Linked DNA regions of Xenopus laevis: region 1 is linked to region 2. The links are chromatin contacts, called in public Hi-C maps. All regions are on one chromosome and are shown on one strand. Each heading gives the region's core, a stretch centred on a gene start, on an enhancer-like site or on the middle of the called end of the contact. The rest is flanking DNA. Distances are from core to core; before and after follow the strand shown.

Region 1 (6,030 bases), core at 512-3,011, 300 kb before region 2:
AAAATTACTGGAGTTTTGTATTGCTACCTCTCCTTCTCCTTTAAGTGTATGAATAGATGCTAGACATTTCTGCACAGCAGCACAGTAGTAGCAATGTCGTTTGTGTGGATAAAACTAGTACATTTTCATGAACTACTCATTACTAGAGAGAATTCTAAGAAGAGGGGAACATGATATGCATAGTAACTTAACTGCAAGTGATAAAATATTGGGCATTAGTGATGTGCAGGCCAGCCCAGGACCCTCAGGTTTACTCGTGGGTTGGGTGGGTTCGGGCCAACTCCTGCACCAAATCTTCTGGTCGTGGGTCGAGCTCTTCTCCTGTTCTCCCCGCCCACGACCTAGCACTTCTGGCGCCTAAATATATAGACTTGAGGCCGCCCCTGCCCCTTTTGTGACGGGAGGGTCGGGTGCGGGTCTATAAATAGCGGGACAATAGGCCAGGCCGGGTGCAGATTGGGAGGGGGTGGGTTAGGGCCGGGCATGGTTCAAGAATGTCTCGACCCGCACATCACTTTTGGGCATAATGCTAAAAGTGCACCAATAGAGGGCATCAGTATTTCACTTTGTATACAATCTGTGCTCTATTTATGTGATCAGTTAGAATCTAATTGAATTCCAGCTATCCTTTCCCTATAGCAATATACATATGAAATATAGGTGTTCTAAACTATAGCTGTCTAGAAATATTTTTTCCAAAGCTCCTTTTAAAGATCTCTGGTGATTGCTACTTCTGAAGTGGCTACATTTTCAATTGCAAATAAATGGCTTACCGGCTAATCCTCCTGTGTAAAGAAGTATTGCTCCCTGTTATCAACTCTTTTTTGTTTTCACTGTTGAAAAGGAGATGTAAATTTAATTGGATTGCTCAGAAGAAGACTTTGTGCATATTTACTGTACTGTACTTATATTTTGAACGTTTTTCTACCACTTTAATAGGAACTGGTTTATGAATTTGGAAAACCATTGTTATATACCCTTTCTTAGTAAGTAAAAGAAGGGTACATATATTACTCAGAGATATTTTATTCAAACGTGAAAGCTTGTTAAAGCTAAACAAATATATATATATATATATATATAAATATATATATATAAATGTATATATATATATATATATATATATATATATATATATATATATATATATATATACTCAAGAAAGATGCTGCTGCACACCAGGGTTTATTGTGAAAAAGTTAGTCCTTTATTTGATCGACGTTTCGGTCCTCACCTTGGACCTTTATCAAGATCTTGATAAAGGTCATCTTGATAAAGGTCCAAGGTGAGGACCGAAACGTCGATCAAATAAAGGACTAACTTTTTCACAATAAACCCTGGTGTGCAGCAGCATCTTTCTTGAGTGAATATTGCATCTCTGTATTGCACCCAGGTATGTAAACTCCTTATGTGTGTGCCCTAGCCTTCCCGTTGCATATATATATATATATATATATAACTTTTATTCATTTTCTTTATAGCAAATTGGAAAACGTTTCCTCTAAGGACAGCTCCCTCTAAATATGGGCAGTGCAACCTAAATCAATATGACTAAAAACTGTAAGGCCCAGGGCCGGGCCAAGGGGTAGGCAGAATAGGCACTTGCCTAGGGCACAAAACTGAGTGGCTGTCAGGCTCTGCGCATGCCCGCACGGCGATTCACGCTTCCGTGCATTCACACACGCTGATGTGCGCGAGCATCAAGTACCAGTTCATGCATTCGCACGCTCAGCCTGTGCCAGGCTGGCCAGGTTGCCTAGGGCACCTGTCCGGTCTGGCCCAGCTCTGGTAAGGCCTGTGGCACAAAATGCATTGATGGCTATCTCAAGTCTCTTACATGCTTTACTTGCCTATACATGGGCAGATTAGGGACAGATTAAGTCTGCAGTTTATTGCCCAGTATATGGGGCACAAGATTTAAAGCACTGCGTATCTTGACAGCGCTATATAAATAAATGATGATGATGATGAAGATCGGATCAGCCTGATATCGCCCACCTCAAGGTGGGCATATCGGGGGGAGAGATCCGGTAGTTTGGCGACCTCACCAAATGAGTGGATCTCCATATGTATGGCCAGCTTTACACCAAAACTCCAGCAGCAGGAGAGTACACTGCAGTTTTACACAGAATGAAGTGTGAAAAGGAAAATCTAAGATTTGGTTATTGTAAGAATGGCCTTGATAATGTAATGCATAGAGAAGAGATTTTCTTACAAATGGTGCATGGCATCAAGGTCAGACATATAATTATGTATATGATTAACCTGCATATAGCAAGGATAGCTTGCTGAATGCATATCACTTTACGAGGTTAGGTGGATGCCTCAACTGATGACTTGAGTATTTATATACAGTGAATATACATGCAGTGAATGACCCAGTGGATGAACTGGAATAAATGGCCAGCCTCACCCCATTCCTTTTTAGGGATTTTTTAAACCTGTCTTTCTGGTCTAGATGAGAGACAGTAGAGAAATTCTGCAGAGCCATACCAATACCCTATGATAAAACTTTTTCCCCGAAGTGTTGTGTTTCCTGGGGTGCAAACTCAGTCTGCAGACCCTCGGCAGTGACAATGGAACAGTGTAAGCCATGTTGCTTTTCTTTGTGAAAGTATGTGGCAACCAGATTCCCTGCCAACATTTGTACCCCCCAAAATGGAATTCATATAAACCTAAGGAGGAACCCAGAGAAAGCTTTATAAAGCATTAAAAAAAACAATATAAATAGACACAAGAGAACACTTGTAACGCATGGTGTTCTGACTGCTATAAATACTGATAAGGAAAAAACTAAAATGGGTACAGGTATGGAATCTGTTATCTGGAAAACCTTTTATCCAGGTAGCTACAAATTATGGCAAGGCCATATCCCATAGACTCCATTTTAATCAAATAATTACATTTTAATGATTTCCCTTTTCTCTATAATAAAATTCTGCCATGAACTTGATCCTAAATAAACTATAAAGAATCCTTATACATTTCCCCAGCAAATGTGGGCTGTGACCCTCTCTCAGACTAGTTTAAAATTTGCTGAAAAGTTGTGAATGTGATCTGGGCTGTGAATTTAAGAATTACAGGAAGACTTCACTTGCTAATTCTACATAACTGGGAATTTTTGGAAATCATCATAGTCTGGTTGCTTACAGATGAATTCACAAGGTGGCAGCACTGCTCTGCAATATATTTTGCAAAAATATCTAACCAGTAACCACCCAAAATGGTTTGTTTTTTAAAAAAGAAAATGTATGGAGGGCATCAGTATTTCACTTTGTATACAATATGTGCTCTATTTATGGGATCAGATAGAATCTAATTGAATGCCAGCTTTCCTTTCCCTTAAGCAATATACATATGGAATATAAGTGTATATACCTGCCTAGAAATCTTTTTTCCATAGCTCCTTTTAAAGATCTCTGGTGATTTCTACTTCTGAAGTGGCTACATTTTCATTTGCAAATAAATGGTTTACCAGCTAATCTGCCTGTGTAAAGAAATTTTGCCACCTGTCATTCTTTTTTGTTCACGCCACTTCATCAGGAGCTCCTGATGAAGTGGCGTGAAGCCACGAAAGGCGTTGAGCACATGGCCCCTATCATGTTTGGGCACACTACATTTGGATTTTAAATATGCCTAATAAATATCTACTTTTTTAATGAACTACTTCAGGCCTCCACTGGTGCTCCGTATTCTACAATCGCTGGCTCTAGGGCCAGCCATCATATCAGCCTAATTTGGCCCTCTGTGTAGGTGGACAAACCATTCCCATATATGCTTGTTCGGCCAACCTTGCTAAATGAGCTGAGCTGCCAGTGAATGGCCATCATTACAGCTTCTGGTAGTGGGGGAGGGTAAACAGCCTGATGTTAGCATATGGGGCAAATTTACTAAAGGGCGAGGTGGCGAATGCTAGCGAAAATTCGCCAGTTTGACATCATTTTGGAACTTCGCCGATTTACTAATGGCCCCCGGCTTAAATTCGCTAGTGAAGTAGACAGACTCTAGCGGTACTTTGCACCCTTACGCCAGGCAAAGTTGCGCTCTGGCGAAGGGACGTAACTACGCTAATTCACTAAGTGGTGGATTTTACTGAATGTTACCTCTTGCGCCAGACTTGACTTTGTCAGTTCAGACCAGGCGAAGTGCAATAGAGTAGATAGGAGTTTGTCAAAAAAAAAAGTTGAACATTTTTCAAGTCCCAAAAAACGCTGGTGTTTTTTACTTTTTACTGGGTGATTGGCTGAAAAAGATCAAAAAATTTTTTTTAGGGTACCCTCCTTCCCCCTTACATTTGGCACCTAAACTATACAGTGGGCACATGTGTAGGGCAAACCTCTACATAATTTTATTAGGTTTCCCTGGCCTTGAGTAGAGTAATGTAGTTGCTGCAGCATACACGTCCATTGTACTTTAACTGCACGCCATATGCTAATTAGGCATCGCTAGCGTAACTTCGGACTGCTTATCGTATTATCGCTAGCGCAACTTCACAACCATTCGGTAACCTGTGCGCAACTTCGGATCTTTGTGAATTTGCACAGCCCTGGCGAAACTACGCCTGGCGAAGTGTGGAGAAGTGTGGCGAAGTGTGGCGAAGCCGGCGCTAGCGCATTTTCGACCAATAGTGAATTTTCCCCATAGACTTTCTGCTCTATATATGGTGTATACCAAAATATAACTATTGCACAACTTAAATAAAAAAATAGTTGTGGGTTCTATATAGATTTTAATATAATTGAAATAATAAATAATAAAAGGGTTCTATATAGATTTTAATATGGTTGAAACAATAAATAAAGACTTTTTTTAGTTATATTCTGGTACTGTTTTTTTAGTACCCATTTTGGTCATTTGGGGGATTTAATGCACAATATCTACTCAATATGTAAATTGTGGGACTCTCTGTGGTCATTATTTGGGGTCTGGGCCAGCAGGGCCCACGAGGGCTGGGGCCCATCAGGTTTTTTCCCAGCGCCCCGCCGGCCCAGTCCGACGCTGTATGTTTATGGGTTAATATGCCCAGTCACAATCTCCCCACATGTTGAATAATGTAGGCACAAGATACAACAATATGTATAACACTTCTGTTCTATTGTTCTAGTCAGTGCATCCAATGGACTCCAGCACCTGTATCATTCCCCTTACACAAAAAGCCTGTGAAATTGTATGCATTATTTCAGTGCTGAGTTATGACATTTGGGGGTCATTTATAAACACTGGGCAAATTTGCAACTGGGCAGTAAACCATAGCAACCAATCAGATGATTGCCTTCAGCGTTCAACCTGCAGCTGGCTAAGAAAAGCTAATCATTGATTGGTTGCTATGGGCTATTGAAAAAGTCAATATTTTGTACCATAAAAAGACACATTTAAGCATAGCTTGATTTTCATTCACCCTGCGGTCTGATTAGTTGGTGAGTCCCCAAACATAAATATCACCTCCACCTATGATATTTTGTACGGCAAAGCAGTTTTTAATGCATGTATAAATCATTAATAAAATCATTAAAAATTATTTGACTGTATACCTTTAAGGATATTATGTGTATTTATAAAGTGAAAACTGAAGAGAAAAGGAAAAACAAATGTTATTGGTAAAGTGTTTTTGCAGCAATAGCTATATAATAGGATAAAGAGTAATGGAACATACATGAATACATTGAATGCGGGCCCATACAAAGTTCAGTTTTTAATGCTGCATTTACTGTACATTTGTAGCACAGTTATACTAGTTGAAGAGAAGTAATGCAAAGTTGATTATGAGATAAAGAGAGATAAAGAGCCCCACAAGTGGCTGTTCAGTGCAGAAGATTTACGGTAAGTATTTTTCTCCAAGGCTTCAGAAACCTTTAAACAGTATTTACTATATTCCCTCCATGAAGTACCATTACAAAAATTATAATTAGGTTTACAGGTATCTGCAAACATTAACAGCATATACATTTTATTTCATTTTTTCTTAGAGAAATTCAAGGCCAATTAGAATGCAAAGTTCTGTTCACCTACTTCCTTGTGTTTATTTAGCAT
Region 2 (6,558 bases), core at 1,949-4,448:
GTGGTAAAGGTGGCCATAGATGCACAGATATTATCGTATGAAACAATATTTGATGGGTGCATGGCAGGAGACTTGGATATCGGTTGTTTCCTTGATTGGCCCAAGCAGAAAATTTTGATCGGGCGCCTTTTAAGGCACCAAACATCGCCCACTATTTAGTGCTGAATCATCAGATACAGGTAGAATTCTATTGTTTCTACCTGTATATCTGACGATTCAGCTCTACGCATGTGTATATTGAAATGAACGATCTTTCCTGGAAAGATTTTTTCCAAGAAGGATTGTAATTGCCACTTCTATGGCCACGTTTATTTACTAAAATCCGAATTTATCTCGTATTTTATTAAAAAAAACCATGACCAAACTACATGCCCGAATTGAGCGAAAACCCGAATCGCTCAAATTTTTTGTGCTTTTTTCCCTAAAACCCTTGATTTTTTTTCACGTTTTTGCCCAAAAAGTCAGATTTCCGAGCTAAACTCAGCACAGACCATGATAACTTCAAGTTGAGATAGGTGCCATTCCCACTGACTTTACACAGGACCTCGTCAGATTCTGTCTTTTTCCAGCATCAGGTTATAATAAATCTTGGAAAAAAAATTCACAAAAAATTATAGTTTTATCCCCAAAATGCCCGACCAGATACATTTGAAGTTTAGTAAAAAAAACTCCTTAAACTTACCAGGCGTGGGCATGTTTGCTACCCCCGGTAAACAGTGGGGCACTACAGCTTGAGGCGAGTTTCTTAACTCATCCAATTGGCACAGTGCTGCGGGTTGGTAGTGTAATGCAACCCATTCCCTGACTGTTCCATTGTGAAGTGCTGAATTCTGAGACTTGAAATCTTTCTACTTACCTTAATGGGTGGTGCTCAGATTCTCTGGAAAGTAGAGGGACTTCAAGTCCCAGACATGATCACTTTACAATGGAACAGTGAAAGACTGAGGAGGGGGGAACTGGCACCATTTCTTTTGTGTCTCATGTCTAATTGTGTCTCCTTCATAGAGCCCAGCTGTGCGATAATGCACAGAGTGATGTATGCGGCATTAGAGGTGGCAAAGGTGCATCCATAATCCTGTTTTCTGCTGGGAATGCATATTTTATCTGTGCATAAGATAAGTGCAGTTTACAAGGAAATGTTTTGCAATTAGTTACTTCTAAAAATAAAAGCTTTGGGTCTGTCCATAGTTGCAATTGTAGGAAAATGTATTTCATGCAACTGCTGTTTATGGTAGTTTACTACATTAGGTACCAGATGTTGTCTTGCTGCTGTCTGTATAGGAAAAGGTTAAAGCATAACGTGCCAAGATTTTTTAAAATAATATTATATACAGGTATGGGATCCATATACTCCATTTTTATTAAATAATCCACATTTTTTTAAAACTATTTATTTTTTTAGCTGTTATAATAAACCAGTACCTTGAACTTGATCCTTAATAGAATCAGAACCAGCCTATTGGGTATTTTAATGTTTAAGAAGAACCAAATTACAGAAAGATCTGTTTCCTGGAAAGCTCCAGGTCCCGACAATTCTGGAAAGGTCTGATACCTGTATTGATTTTAAGGATGCAAAATTACCAGCCGCCAACTGCTGCTAAAACCCCAGTAAAATAGCTCAAATATAATATTTAGAATTAGTTTTTACAGGCAAAATGTGTATTTCAACATGGCAAATAATATAAACGCATAAGTAAAAAAACAAACAAAAATAAATAAATAAATGCACCAAATCCACTATTTTGGATTTAGCCTAACCCCTCAAATCCTTTGTGAAAGATTCGACCGAATACCAAACCGAATTGGAACCCTAATTTGCATACTGAAATCAGTGAGGGGTGGGAAAAAGAGAGAAATATTTTTTACTTACTTGTTTTGTGAAGAAAAGTCACATGATTTTTAGGATTCAGATTTGGTTTGGTGAAATTCAAATTCTGTTTAAAAAGGCAGAATCCTGGCCAAACATCAAACCGAATCCTGGATTCGTTGGATCTAAATAAAGTTCTTTATCTATCTGCAAAAGTCCCTAGAGTGCAACAGCTTTTTTGCAATAAATATGTATATATATAATATACATAATGCATAAACTAAAAATGACCATCGATATGTCCCTAAAGAGCATGAAACATTCCCAGGAGATAATGTAAATGAAGGGTGGAAAGTGTCAGGAAGTAAAAAGGTTACTTTTCTCTGATCTTGAGCTTGATCATGGATTCATACTGTGTTGCACTCCTAAGGGAATCAGCATGTTGTTATCCACCCTGCATAAAAACTGTGTATGTTGAACCAAGGAAAGCAAATGCAGCAGGCATGTTTGTGGAAACTGTCTGTGCAAATGATTCCATGGGTATTTAAGGAGAAAGAATACCATTTTCTACTTGGGGTTAGGCATCCCCAAGTGACTACTTTTACTTACCTGACACCCCAGGCATATGCAAATTAGGGGTGGGGAGGGAAATTGCATGACATTTTGTCACAAAACAAGGAAGGAAAAACATTTTTCCCCTTCCAACCCCTATTTGCATATGCAAATTAGGATTCGGTTCGGTATTTGGCCGAATCTTTCGCGAAGGATTCAGACGATTCCAAAATAGTGGATTTGGTGCATCCCTACCTGTAGCGTCATCTCATATTACAGGCCAACTTCATTTTCTGCTGGATAATTTTCGACAACCCTTAAACTTAGCTTCTCAACAGCTGCTCAGAGCCCACTGAGCATATGAGATGGTGACCCCCTCTGACAAGCTTGAAGTCCTGGATCATTGCTGCTATTGACAAGCTGAAACTTTAGGCTGGTGCAATAAGTGCAGTATATAAAACATAGCATTTTTAGCCCTGTTCATTTTTAGGGTTTACTTCTCCTTTAAAGGCTACTCAGGTAGCTTACAGTACTGTAGACACATGGGACTGAGTTGTGTACTGCATGGGCCATGGCTATATGCAAAGTGCTGCAGTAGTACTAATATGTTATGGCACTGATGTGCAGGAGAACCTGGCACTTAAAAATTTAATTTGGGGACCCATATCTGCCACACAAGAGCCTAGGCCAAGAGTCTAACCTCAAACAAACTCCATGCAAAAAAAAAAAAAGTAAAAAAAAGAAAGAAAAAAGAAAAGTTATTTGCAACAAAAAGATCTGAAACAAGATCTGTACTCATATTCCCATGTTTTATTCAATATGCTCCAGGTGCTCATATATCCTGTGGTTCAAATGAAGGGAAGAAGCACTAAGAAGGGACAAAACACAATACGGTAGAACTAAAGACGCACTTGCAATCAGATTAGGAGAGCAGGCGACTAGCAAGAAATGAATCATCGTGTGTAATCCTCGCAGCCTGAAATCACTGTGAATTCAAATGCTCATGCTGCCCTCATTGTCCTGTGCTGTGGAGTGGAATTATAACGTCTTCCAGTTACACCTGCCAATGGCAATGCAACATTAAAGGTAAACAGTGACCCCTGTGCTTTGCTAGCGGAACTGCAGCTGAGTTGACTGCAACACTTTATCGTGCGCATGTGTGCTGCAACCCTATCTGAGCGGGCTGCTTTCTGAATGGAATGGCATTTAGATGTCACCGGGGAAGAGATGCAACAGCCTGAGAATATCTGCTTGTTTTTCAGTAAGTACTTCATACATGTATGATATTAGTGTACAGTTGTATTTGTTTCTTATTACTCTCTGTGATTTTTGAATACATATGCATATATCTTGTAAAAGTGCAGTCATTTATCCAACTATTGTTTCTTTATAAATGTAAGAGTTAGGTACTAAAATAATTTAAAAACCTGCTTCTTTGTTTTTTTTTAAGTAACAGCATTTGCAATTCTTTCAGATGATACTGTTTGTTACCTGCAATTACGTGTCTCTTTATTCTAAGCTAGCATCTGTTCTTTAATGTACAGTATGTACAGTAACACTCTCCCCTTACACTGTATTTACTGTATATGCTGCCTTTTTCAGATCTCACTTATGCAGTCATATAATGATCTTGGCTCTTTACTACTACCAGTTCACTGTCCAGGTCCCTTTTATTTCAGAATTCAGTGGAGACTGCCTTTTTTATTGTTTAACAGGAAGAGCTGTAAGGCAATTCTAGCTGTAAATAATACACATTTTCCCTTTAATTACTTAATAAAATATGTGTGTGTGCTCGTGGTTGCCTTCATAGGGTAGTGCAAAGGGTTTTACAGATGTACATGTAAATAATATAACCTAGTTGTTCTTCTGGTTTACTGGACATTTAATATAAAATACATTTAGAAAAGTTCTGGGCAGGGAGCAGTAGGTTCCAATGAAGTCAGTGCTGCAGTTTCCATTGTCATTGCATCATATCTGTAGGACAGACACCTTTAAAGCCTGATACATTAATGGGTTTCATTATCCGGACACCTGTTATCCAGGCACTCTGAATTACGAGTAGGCTATCACCCATAGGCTTCATTTAAAAAAAATAATTAATATTGTTTAAATGATTTCCCTTTTCTCTCTAATAATAGAACAGTACAGGAATGGGATCCCTTATCTGGTAACCCATTAACCCGAAAGCTCTGAATTATGGAATTACTCCAATAGACCCCATTTTATACAAATTATCCAAATTTTTAAAAATGATTCGCTTTTTGTAATAATAAAATAGTACCTTGTACTTGATCCCAAATAATATATAATTAATGCTTATTGGAAGCAAAACCACCAACCTATTGGGTTAATTTAACGTTTAAGTGATTTTCTGGTAGACTTATGATATGAAGATCCAAATTGCGGAGAGATTCATTATTTGGAAAACCCCAGTTCCTGAGCATTCTGGATAACAGGTCCCATACCTGAATAAATTCCCGTAAAAAATACAAGGGACAGTACATGCTCTGATTTCTGTGTTTATGAGCAGGTGGGGGGGATTGATGAGTAGTGCAGTAGTAGGAGCCTTAGCACTGTGCATCATTCTCTATACCCTCTAATCTAATCTAATTGGGGCATTTATCTGATAAAGGATTCATTCACAAATCATATGCGTCAGACTGGAACATTTTCCACTTGATCTCAAACCATTGCTATTATGACTATATAAAATGGTCCAGGTGTTTTAAGATTAACACTTTAAGGGCTCTTACTCACTGGCGTTCTGACCTGCGCTCCCCTGCGTTCCGTTTTTTGGTGTTCAGCCGCAGGGGAGCGCAGGAATAGACGCATGTCATTATTTCAAATGGGGCTGTACTCACTCAGGCGCGTGTAGGCGCCGAACGCAGGTTGAGACGCAACATGCTGCATTTTTCCTGCGTTCGGTGCCTACACGCGCCTGAGTGAGTACAGCCCCATTTGAAATAATGACATGCGTCTATTCCTGCGCTCCCCTGCGGCTGAACGCCAAAAAACGGAACGCAGGGGAGCACAGGTCAGAACGCCAGTGAGTAAGAGCACTTAAAGACAAATCACATTGTTTCTCCTTAAGGGCTCTTACTCATGAGCGTTTTTACCTGCGCTCCCCTGCGTTCCGTTTTTCGGCGTTCAGCCGCAGGGGAGCGCAGGAATAGACACATTTTATTTTTTCAAATGGGGCTGTACTCACACAGGCGCATGTAGGTGCTGAACGCAGGAAAAATGCAGCATGTTGCGTCTCAACCTGCGTTCGGCGCCTACATGCGCTTGTGTGAGTACAGCCCCATTTGAAAAAATCGAATGCGTCTATTCCTGCGCTCCCCTGCGGCTGAACGCCGAAAAATGGAACGCAGGGGAGCGCAGGTAAAAACGCTCATGAGTAAGAGCCCTAAAGCCACTGGCAAAGTATGAAAGGGCTCTGCCAAATTTGTGTTTCACCTGGAGCCAAGCACATTATGCTACATTTAGTTCTCATCAACCAAAGATTGGCTTTTTGGTGGCTGTCTGGCACGGAGAGTATCCACTTTGCTGAGTGAGTGGATTGATGGGGTTCAACTGCTTGCTAAACAAGCTACATGTGAATTTTGGATTCGCTGAGATCCTGTCTGTGGGCTGCTCGTTTTTGTAATATGCAATAAATGAACATATAAAAATAATTATATTTACTGAACTGCAACTTCCGCCATGCTAGTTTGTCAACAGCAGCAGCCAAAGATTAATGTACTGAGCATAATTTCCAATAGTCCACCTAGAAAAAGGGACTGGATTTAGCTGGAAGTGAGAAGATTTATTTGCATATTGGTATGTCTGGGGTTAATTAGACATGCCCTTGCTTAGGGCTCTTACAGACGAGTGTTTGAAGCTGCGCTCCCCTGCGTTCCGTTTTTATGCGTTCAGCCGCAGGGGAGCGAAGGAGTAGACACATTCAGTTTTTTTCAATGGGGCTGTACTCACACAGGCACATGTAGCCGCCGAACGCAGGTTGAGACGCAACATGCTGCATTTTTCCTGCATTCGGCACCTACATGCCCCATTGAAAAAAACTGAATGCGTCTACTCCTGCGCTCCCCTGCAGCTGAATGCATAAAAACGGAACGCAGGGGAGAGCAGCTTCAACGCTCGTCTGTAAGAACCCTTAGGCTGGCTGATTGTTTCAAATTTACCAGTATGCAATGTTAGGA

What was found. Hi-C and Micro-C count contacts between places; a contact is called where the count stands out from the background.
Region 1: a Hi-C map of the XL177 cell line shows a contact between it and region 2, with 4 times the contacts expected there. The contact joins the enhancer-like site here to the promoter of LOC108716886 in region 2. A contact is called at or near these places in 2 of 4 Hi-C or Micro-C datasets (the XL177 cell line and the XTC cell line).

Annotation. Positions count from the first base shown.
Region 1 is chr5L:91,490,077-91,496,106 of Xenopus_laevis_v10.1, reverse strand. No RefSeq gene overlaps it. Among protein-coding and RNA genes, the nearest start is that of snap91.L, 21 kb to the left of the region's middle. Within about 2 kb of position 1,761, at least 2 of the 7 cell types and tissues checked have an H3K27ac peak or open chromatin away from gene starts, as enhancers often do.
Region 2 is chr5L:91,189,040-91,195,597 of Xenopus_laevis_v10.1, reverse strand. LOC108716886 (melanocortin-2 receptor accessory protein 2) reads left to right here and starts at 3,198. Exons shown (of 4, transcript XM_018263423.2): 1 at 3,198-3,620.